Linked DNA regions of Bombyx mori: region 1 is linked to region 2. Evidence: chromatin contacts called from public Hi-C data. All regions are on one chromosome and are shown on one strand. Each heading gives the region's core, a stretch centred on a gene start, on an enhancer-like site or on the middle of the called end of the contact. The rest is flanking DNA. Distances are from core to core; before and after follow the strand shown.

Region 1 (4,623 bases), core at 445-2,944, 35 kb before region 2:
CTGTGGAAGGAAATTTACGGGAGCTCCAAGTGTCGGACTGGCAAGGTGTTACGCAGCGCCGGGATGAATGGCAAAGTTTATTGTCTAAGGCCAAGACCCATTTCGGGGTCATAGCGCCAGCTCAGTAGTAGTAGTAGTAGAGATGCACAATTGAGAGAGATGTCGATACACAATTGATAACATCGTTCCACAGAGCATTTAAAATTGACGCAGCTTAATTAAGAAGTGAAGTTAGGTCATAAGATATCCATATATATAATACTAGCTGACCCGGCAAACGTTGTGTTGCCTTAAATAAGATTTCTAGGGAAATTCTACTGTAGAAAAAAAACCCTGATTTAACCACATTATACCTCATTATAAACAAAAAAAATATCCAAAAAATAAATGTTTGGGGTGGACAACCCTTTTCACTTAGGGGTATGAAAAATAGATAGTAGCCGATTCTCAGACCTACTGAACATACTATTGATACACAAATACAACCAAAAAAAACATGGCTGAAAAATGTATAGTATTGTATAGCTCTCAAATATATTAAGTGTATAATCTATGATGTATATATAGTGAGTAAGTAAGACAGGAGACCGGCTTCGTTCTCATCCCTACTACGTGATGTTTGCTGGATGAGTGGTGACACCTGGCGGGGATAGTTGATGGATTGATAGTTGATCAGTAGTTGACCGGCGAGGGCGGGAGATCAAATTCAATTAAAAAAAAAAACATAATTAAAGGAACTTGAAATTATAAACTCTGAATAAGAATTTATCGTACTACAATTATAATATTTGATTGCCATCTTGCAACCTTATTGCGGATCTGTGCATAGAATAAAAAAAATATTAATCGGGATGGAAAAATAGGGGTTTATCGTATAAGAGTGAAAATTGAGAGTAATATGTTTTTTTTTTTATTCTAAGTCATGACAAAACAAAATAAAAAACTTGCCAAAAAAATTTAAGTTTATAATTAACAAATAAAAAATAGGGGTTGATCGTAGAGGGGTGAAAATTTCAGAGTAATATGAATTTTTTTATTCTACGTCATGACAAAATAAAAACAAAATTTTCGCAAAAATTTTTAAAGTTTTTAATTAGAAAATAAAAAATAAGGGTTGATCGTAGAAGGGTGAAAATTGAGGATTGTATGTATTTTTGTATGTTGTATCATAAAAAAATAGAAATTTAAAATTTGGTCTAAAAAATAAAAAAATAAATTTAGGGGTGGACTACCCCTAACATTTAGGGGGATGAAAAATAGATGTTGGCCGATTCTCATAGATACCGGATAAGCACAAAAAATTTCATCAAAATCGGTCAAGCCGTTTCGGAGGAGTATGGCAACGAAAACTGTGACACGAGAATTTTATATATTAGATTGTAGGCATCATAAATGTCGAACAACTTATAATTTCAAAATAACCCCCCAAAGATTTTAACATAAATCAATAAATTTAGTTTAGCTTTTTGTAAAATATAAACTAAATTTATTGATTTTGAAATTGAAATTTATTGATTATGTTTATTATTAAGTTTCTATATGATGGAATTATAACTGAGTAGCAATTATGTCTTTAGTATTCTGAGACGCTCTTGTCATCAAAATTAAAATAAAGCACCTTTATTCACACTGACTATCGTTAAGCGACGCACACGTATGTACGTGGCTCATTTACGAGCGTGAGTGGCATAACTTTGGGTATTTAAAGTACTTATTAACTAAAACCCGGTTGAATTGGTTACGGTGACGTCATGATTTTCCCCCGTTGTTTTTACCGATACGTATGCCTTCCTTTGCGATCACTGAATATCTACCTGGTCCCAAAGGGGATAGAAATGTTCCTATTTTTTTTAAAGATAGAATGATAACTGGTTATCCGAAGGCCTTTTGCTATGCCAGGACCGGTAGGCGAGTTTAGACTCAGCCACGAGCGCTCGTATTTGTCAACAGCTATCTCAATGACTCCGAAGGACGCCTTACAGCTCAAGGGCAGCTGCGTCGTATTTTCTTCCGATTATAGGTATATTCACCTATATTTCTTTACTTTCAAGCGAATACTTATTAATTTACAATTTTACTTTAATTTTTGTTTTGTTTTGTTGTATCTACACGTTTAACTTCATACCTGTATTTTGGGCGAGAAATCAACAATTGTTAATAAATAATGTGTCGAAATCTATTGGTTAGCTATTTTCTGTTATCGTTCCTGATTACAGAACAATTTATAAAAAAAAACTGTTAATATAACACACATTAATTTGAAGTCAGAGAAACATATTGAATATATTGTATGTTATTACATTGTAAATACCGACATGAACATTCTAAGCACATAGTTGAATCATCATGTTAAGAAATGAAAACAAATTATTTTCACGTAATGCGAGACCAGGGCGCGAGGTTACTGACTCTAATTCCACAACTCGACGAAGAAGTTGTGTTAGTGCCTGACTTCGATTTTTTTTTATGATGAAAACTCATATCTGATAAACTAAGCTTTACTAGTGGTTGGGCGTATAGTAATTCCTCACGGGTAGATACTAGAATCCTGTCAATTGTTGCCCGAAGGCAATCATGCCCGCCGGTTTTAATTATGGAGTTCACGTTGTCTTGAGGCTCCGGTAGTCGCTTCATGTGTCAGCTGGGCCGTGAGCTTGTTCAGCAATCAATTGAATAAATAACAGGCTAGTTCAAGAGTATCCGTTGTCTGATTACTGTAGTTGTTGCTAGTTTAGAACATTTATATACGATCCATTAACGGTGCTTTTAGGCACCACAAGCACCGGTCAAGGGCTCGACGAGCGAATTAACCCATAGACACAGCCCACTGAGTTCCTCTCCGGATCTTCTCAGTGGGTTGCGTTTCCGATCCGGTGGTAGATTCTAAGAAGCACTGCTCTTGCTAGGGTCAGTGTTAGCAACACTCCGGTTAGAGCCCCGTGAGCTCACCTACACACGTTATGGTGAAGCTGAAATAGCCTCTCAAGGCTATCAGCAGAGATAGGAAAAAAAAATATTATATATTTTATCGGTTTGCTATCGGTGCTGTTTTCCTCTTCTCTTCTCTTCTATTTTCACCTTCTCATCGTTAATGAATAAAAGCGGGTGCAGAGCTCAATTTGAATCGTCAAGTCGAATCAAACAGCGCCTTAAAGGGAAATGTTTTCGGAGGAAGGCAGCGTGGGTGTAGAAGCGGGCGCGGCGGGCGTCCGCGGTCACGGTCGAGGACGCGGCCTTGACACGAGCCGCGCAGCCTCTGCTGATCTACTACACGAAATGCCTGCTCACGACAATAACACGAGCTTATTTTGTAAAATGAAAAAACAGCTTTTGAACACTACCAACTTATTAAAAAGTAAATAATAGTTTAAAAAAACTAACAAAATACACTTTTATAGAAAATCCAGGGTGCTTTTCAGGATAATATCAAAATAACGCTTCTACTCATATCTGTTCATAAAATATTTATAACTACTGATTCCATGCACCCCACACTTTTTTTACAATAAAATCATTTTTTCTTACACTTTTTTTTTGTGTTTTTATCATATTCGCACAATTTCAAATTGATATCTCGACATTGGTTTCTAATTTGGATCAACCTACCTATTTTGCCGTGAAAGAGTCATGCACTCTAGTTTCAAGGATGGAACTGTCATTATACAATGCAATTATGAGCGTATTTTGTGTATTTTACACTAGTTCTGTTGTCGGCTTGTGTACCTAAATACTTATGTACCTAAATACCAGTTAACTACATACATTCTGTACATAGTTCTCTAAAAGCTTCAGTACGTGGTATTTAAAACATATATTATATAATTCATCAAATGAAAAGCCTTGAAAGTTCCTATTTTATAAAAGATGATACAAAGTATCCCTCTTTAGATAGATGAGGGTATTTGGAGATCATTAACGTTTCCAAAGTTTCAAGGGAATTCAATATTGTCGATAGAAATAGTTAAGGTTCTCCGATTTGGTATTCTTGGTTGGCGGGCTCTTGAAAATATTTGGTGAACCTAGTTAGTGAAAGTTCATTTTGTTGTTTGATTTCGGTGCTGTTTCGTTAATATAATAATCGTAAAGATGTTGGCGTTGCTATGAAATAATAACAAAACTAGCGACCCGCCCTCGCTTCGCTTCGGAAACATTAAAACACACATGAAACCAAAAAAAAAAGTAGCCTATGTTCATCAGGGACAATGTCGGCTTCTAATGGAAAAACAATTTTTCAAATCGGTCCAGTAGTTTCGGAGCCTATTCGAAACAAACAAACAAACAAATCTTTCCTCTTTATAATATTAGTATAGATATTTCCAAGTACTTTTATAGCTTAATATCGCGTTTTCTACTGGCATTACATTACTTCTGATAAAAAATTGAAACGTAATTTGGAGCAACATTTAAATGTCGACGAATAGGACCTTATATTAGTCGGCCGTGACCATGAAAACTAAATAATTCGTAACGCCTGAACTAATATAATATAATGACAATAGAAAACGCGAGATTAAACCGCGTAAAAGTATTTTTAATTATGTCTGCGACTCGCGAATACCGCAGAAAATCCTGTAAATAAGAATATTTTATCTAAATATAAATATGAATGTTTTCTTGACAATA
Region 2 (4,671 bases), core at 2,066-4,565:
GGACGCGCTATCTAACTCCATTACACGATCCTATAGCTATTTGCGTTAGAAACATGTGTCTTGTTTACTGCTCTCAGACAGATCTATCTATACATAATTCTATCAAATTTTATTTCGAATTGAATAAATTCGAACTGTTAGAAATTTAAAACAAGATTTCGTCTCTATTTTGTATTTTTTTTATGTAAATGTAAAATGTCCACAGGTATTCTCGAATTCGTTAACAATGTAGTCTTATTTACCTACTCTATCCCTAAGTTCAGTAAAATTTGGAAAAAAAAGATACACTCTTTTTTTGTTTTTTTTTTAGGAAAGTAAGCACGCAAGATTAACGCATTAACAAAATGGCTGAACCGTAACTTTATAGGAAACACAATTCGTTCGAAATGACGCAATTTTTTATTATTCAAGAAAGAATCTAATAGAAAGGTTAGAAATCAAGGAACCAAGTAGGGAAATAGGCGAGTATATTAATACCACTGACGGATGTTACGGAAGCAATAGGTTCTTTAGGGGAAGGTGCCAGTGTAAGACTACATTTTTCACATATCCAAGTACTGAACACGCTCGATGTTACTGTTACTAGACTTTGGCAATCAGACTTTTTTCCCCACCTATTCTAGTGACCCCGAAAGATCATGCTAGATTCACGAACGAGTAGGTGAGCTCACGTGGCTCTAGCCTGGGACTCTGGGACGTTGCCTAGCCCTAGCAAGAGCAGTGCTTCCCAGAATCTACCACTGGATCGGAAACGCGACCCACTGAGAAGATCCGGCGAGAAACTCAGTGGGCTGGCGATCAGACTTTTTTTCGCCTACCCAAGCTGATAGACTTGAGAGGCTATGTCAGCGTAACCCGGCGACTAGGTCAGCTCACGGGGCTCTAACCGGGAGTGTTGCACACTGGCCCTAGCAAGAGCAATGCTTCGCAGAATCTACCACCGGATTGGAAACGTGACCCACTGAGAAGATGCGTCGAGAAACTCAGTGGACTGTGTCTATGGGGGCGATCAAACGAGAACCGGCGTTTTCAACGTGGTATGGACGATATCGTGCGACCAAAGTATCTACATCCAGCCTGCATCGAAATAAAATAAGCGCTATGGCTTGAACTTATAAAACACCTTACCTTTTGTTTTTTTAAAGATTGGTTTAATTATTACTATATAATGTTAATCCTCCATCGTGGAAGTAATTCGTGGACATGTGTAAGTGTATACTATTATTTCCATAGAACAATTGTTATTAATAGGCGGGATTAGAATTCCAATGACCAACTTTGAGAGGTTTCCTAATTAATTAAATCATTAAATTTGAATAGTCATCGATAGAGGTATTGGCATCGTAGATACGATACGATTGTTCGTGTACGACTTTTTTGTTTCCTTAGACGGGAGAAATTATGCTCTTATGAACTTATTATTCGCCTGGTGTCGAACAATTATCAGCACCATACTCTGACTACACTACTGACTACGCTAGTAATGGGCTAATTTCGGGCTACAAAATACTGCCATTTAAATAAACGCATATTGGGAATATTTTATGTCGAAGCTTATATTACGATATTTTCCTTCATTATGTAGATCGTTCGTTAATAGAGGAGAGTATTAAACGGTAGGCAGCGGCTTGGCTCTGCCCCTGGCATTACTTGCGTCCATGAGCGACGGTAACGAATAACGGCCGTCTGGTGTAGTGGTAAGTGATATGGTCATTACACAAGAGGGTCGCGGGTTCGAATCCCGCCATGAGAAGATATTTGTATGATAAATATAAAATGTCTTTTCCAGGGTTATGGATGTTTATTACATATATGTATGTGTATAATAAAAATCTTACATTTATTTCCGTTATCCGGTACCTGTAATACAAGTTTTTTACGAACTTAGCACGGACCAGTTAACATGGCGTGATATTATATATAAACCATCAGGTGGGTCGTATATTCGTCTGCCTACGAGTGTAATAAAAAAAGTTTTTAAATAACCCCTTCACACAAGAGCGGTTGTACCGATTTTTTAAGACCATTGGGAGTTAACGATGAAGAGAAGATCTTCCAATGAGCGGGTGTAATTGCTCGGTAGGGTCCGAATTTTGTTGTTCAGAACTTGTATATGTGCAAGCTTATCTGGAAAATGTCCTAAATGAGATTCAAGCATCTGTCAAGTATCTTGTGTCCGGCGTTCGTTACCCGCCACATCCGCACGTCTAATACGTTTTACGTTTTACTGAAATAAAACTAAAAAGAGTCTTAAAAATTATAAAGAAAATTCCAAAAATGAACGATTTTGATTGAAACTTAGGATAGGACTTAGCATAGGACAACGACTCATCGATCAGCTAAACAAATAACGTTATTATAAAATACCGAATATATTATACATACATTTGTTATTTTATATTGTTCATTACTTTAGAATAGTTTTTGGAGTTTACTCCTTTAGAATCGATTTACATATATAGGCCCGGGGTATGAAAATTATGGGGACCAAAATCGTACTAGCATGTCACACGAAATGCGTTATGCGCCTGATTGCGCATGTCACACGAAATGCGTTATCGCAGGTGACGCCGGGCTGCTGCGCCGGCAGTCCGCCACAAAGCCTCGTACTGATCGCGCGTTTCTCTCATTATTGTATTTTCATATATTTGTTAGTCGTTTGTTTTGTGTCTCGTTAATTTGTTAATAATCTGTAGTGTATCGTGTTGTCGTAATATAGAACTATTTCTCGTATTGTTTCGTTTAATTTTTTATATCCAGTAAACTCCAGTCGTGCGTCGGAGCGGACACACACACTTTTTTTTTTATTTTTGTATGATCGTACACCATTACCACCAGGCAGGGCGACTTGTGAGTCCGCACGGGTAGGTACCACCATCCTGCCTATTTCTGCTGTGAAGCAGTAATGCATTTCGGTTTGAAGGGTGGGGCAGCCGTTGTAACTATACTTGGGACCTTAGAACGTATATCTCAAGGTGGGTGACGCATTTACGTTGTAGATGTCTATGGGCTCCACTTAACACCAGGTGGGCTGTGAGCTCGTCCACCCATCTAAGCAATAAATAAAAAAAAATTGCATCGAGAACACAAAATTATCTGGTATTTCTGATATCCATTGGCGACTGTAACCACTCTCGCCGTGTGCTCCTCTGCCTACAAGGACAATAAAAAAAAATTACCTACAGAACCTTTTAGCATTTATACTAGTTACTCTACGTCGAAAATGTATAAGTTAGGTAGCTGCATATAGAGTTGAGTTACAGTGTAGCTGAGTACGGAAACGAGGTGCGTCGTCTCCCGTCTGGCCCCACACCGCCGCGCCACCCTGTCTGCACCAGCCCTCTGCATCACCCCGGGAACTAATTCACTCTCACTAACCCACTGCAGCACAGTCGATCACGCTTGTCGCATTGTCTAATTCAAAGCCATTGTGCTAAGTACGTACGAAGTATGGTTTGATCTGTTCAAATGAAAGTTTGATTGAAAGTTCATATGAGGAACTAAAACAAATCAAGAAAACGAGATATAAATTCAGTATATCAGAATATAACATAAATTTAAAAATAATTGTAAGTGTTATATATTTCTGAATTCGCGTTACTGCTTTAGCGAAATGAAATTATTGAACGTATTTCTGTACCGAATAATATTTTTTTTAAATAAAGCAAAAAAATATAAATAATTTAGAAATTAAATATAATTATCCTCGGTTTCGATATCCGAATCTACATTTGGTATAGTTTAGTTAAACTTACTTTTACAGTTTAATCTCTATGATGGATACTATAGTATAACCAACTTATTAGCTTATTCCTAGATCCTTATTTCCAATGTTCCGAATACTTTACAGCTTTCTACTATATGATGATAATAAAAAACGCAAGATTAAATCATAAAAGTAGCTCTATGACTCGCGAAAACCCAAGAAAATATTGTTTATTTTAGTTCGTCATTAGCCGAATTAATCGGTTTAAAATTTTCGTTTCTTCAATTACATAATGCATCAGATCTGTTGTACGAGATAATAAGTGTCGTAATTTAAATTATCTGTCGCGCCTCGTTTTGTTTTGCAATCATTACATATATCTGTCGTTAAAAACACCACAATTTTTTGTTTTTGCTCCCAACGTTTTTGTTCGCATGTCATATCTCTCACATCACTCAAAAGTGTTTTTTTTTTTTTTTTATAATGTCTGCAAGTCGCTGGTGAAAGCGCCAGGGCTGCGAGGTGGAAGAAAGGGTTGCGGGGTCCGAGGGATCGAGGGGAAGTGCCCCCATGTCTAGACTGGGTCGGTAGTTTTCCGGGATTCAGCCGGCTTTGCTGCAGTCGCTCACCCACTCACTGCACTGTAGCTAGCTGAAGATATACGTGTATAGCTCGTCTGAGGACCCGTCGCGTCAGACTCAGCTATATACTATATGTCTGCTCCGTATATACATATACATTTATAGAGATGCGATCGGGGTGGAACTTATGTCAGTAGGGGAATTCTAAATCGATATTCGGACATGAAACACAGTTTTCCGGAGGCACCATAACGTTTTTGAAGCTATTCCAATGATAATATCAATATGCATTAAAAAAATTTGTTCCATATGCAATCTTACAATGAAAGAGATCAATAAAGCACGATTTTGTAGTTTTGGTGAAATGTAAAAAATATTGAAATA

What was found. Hi-C and Micro-C count contacts between places; a contact is called where the count stands out from the background.
Region 1: a Hi-C map of posterior silk gland shows a contact between it and region 2, with 1.7 times the contacts expected there. The contact joins two enhancer-like sites. A contact is called at or near these places in 5 of 7 Hi-C or Micro-C datasets (midgut, posterior silk gland and whole pupa).

The regions. Positions count from the first base shown.
Region 1 is chr10:7,977,907-7,982,529 of ASM3026992v2, reverse strand. No RefSeq gene overlaps it. Among protein-coding and RNA genes, the nearest start is that of LOC110384975, 11 kb to the left of the region's middle. Within about 2 kb of position 1,694, at least 3 of the 8 cell types and tissues checked have open chromatin away from gene starts, as enhancers often do.
Region 2 is chr10:7,944,310-7,948,980 of ASM3026992v2, reverse strand. The region is part of intron 1 of E75 (nuclear hormone receptor E75); the gene reads left to right. Among protein-coding and RNA genes, the nearest start is that of E75, 22 kb to the left of the region's middle. Within about 2 kb of position 3,315, at least 6 of the 8 cell types and tissues checked have open chromatin away from gene starts, as enhancers often do.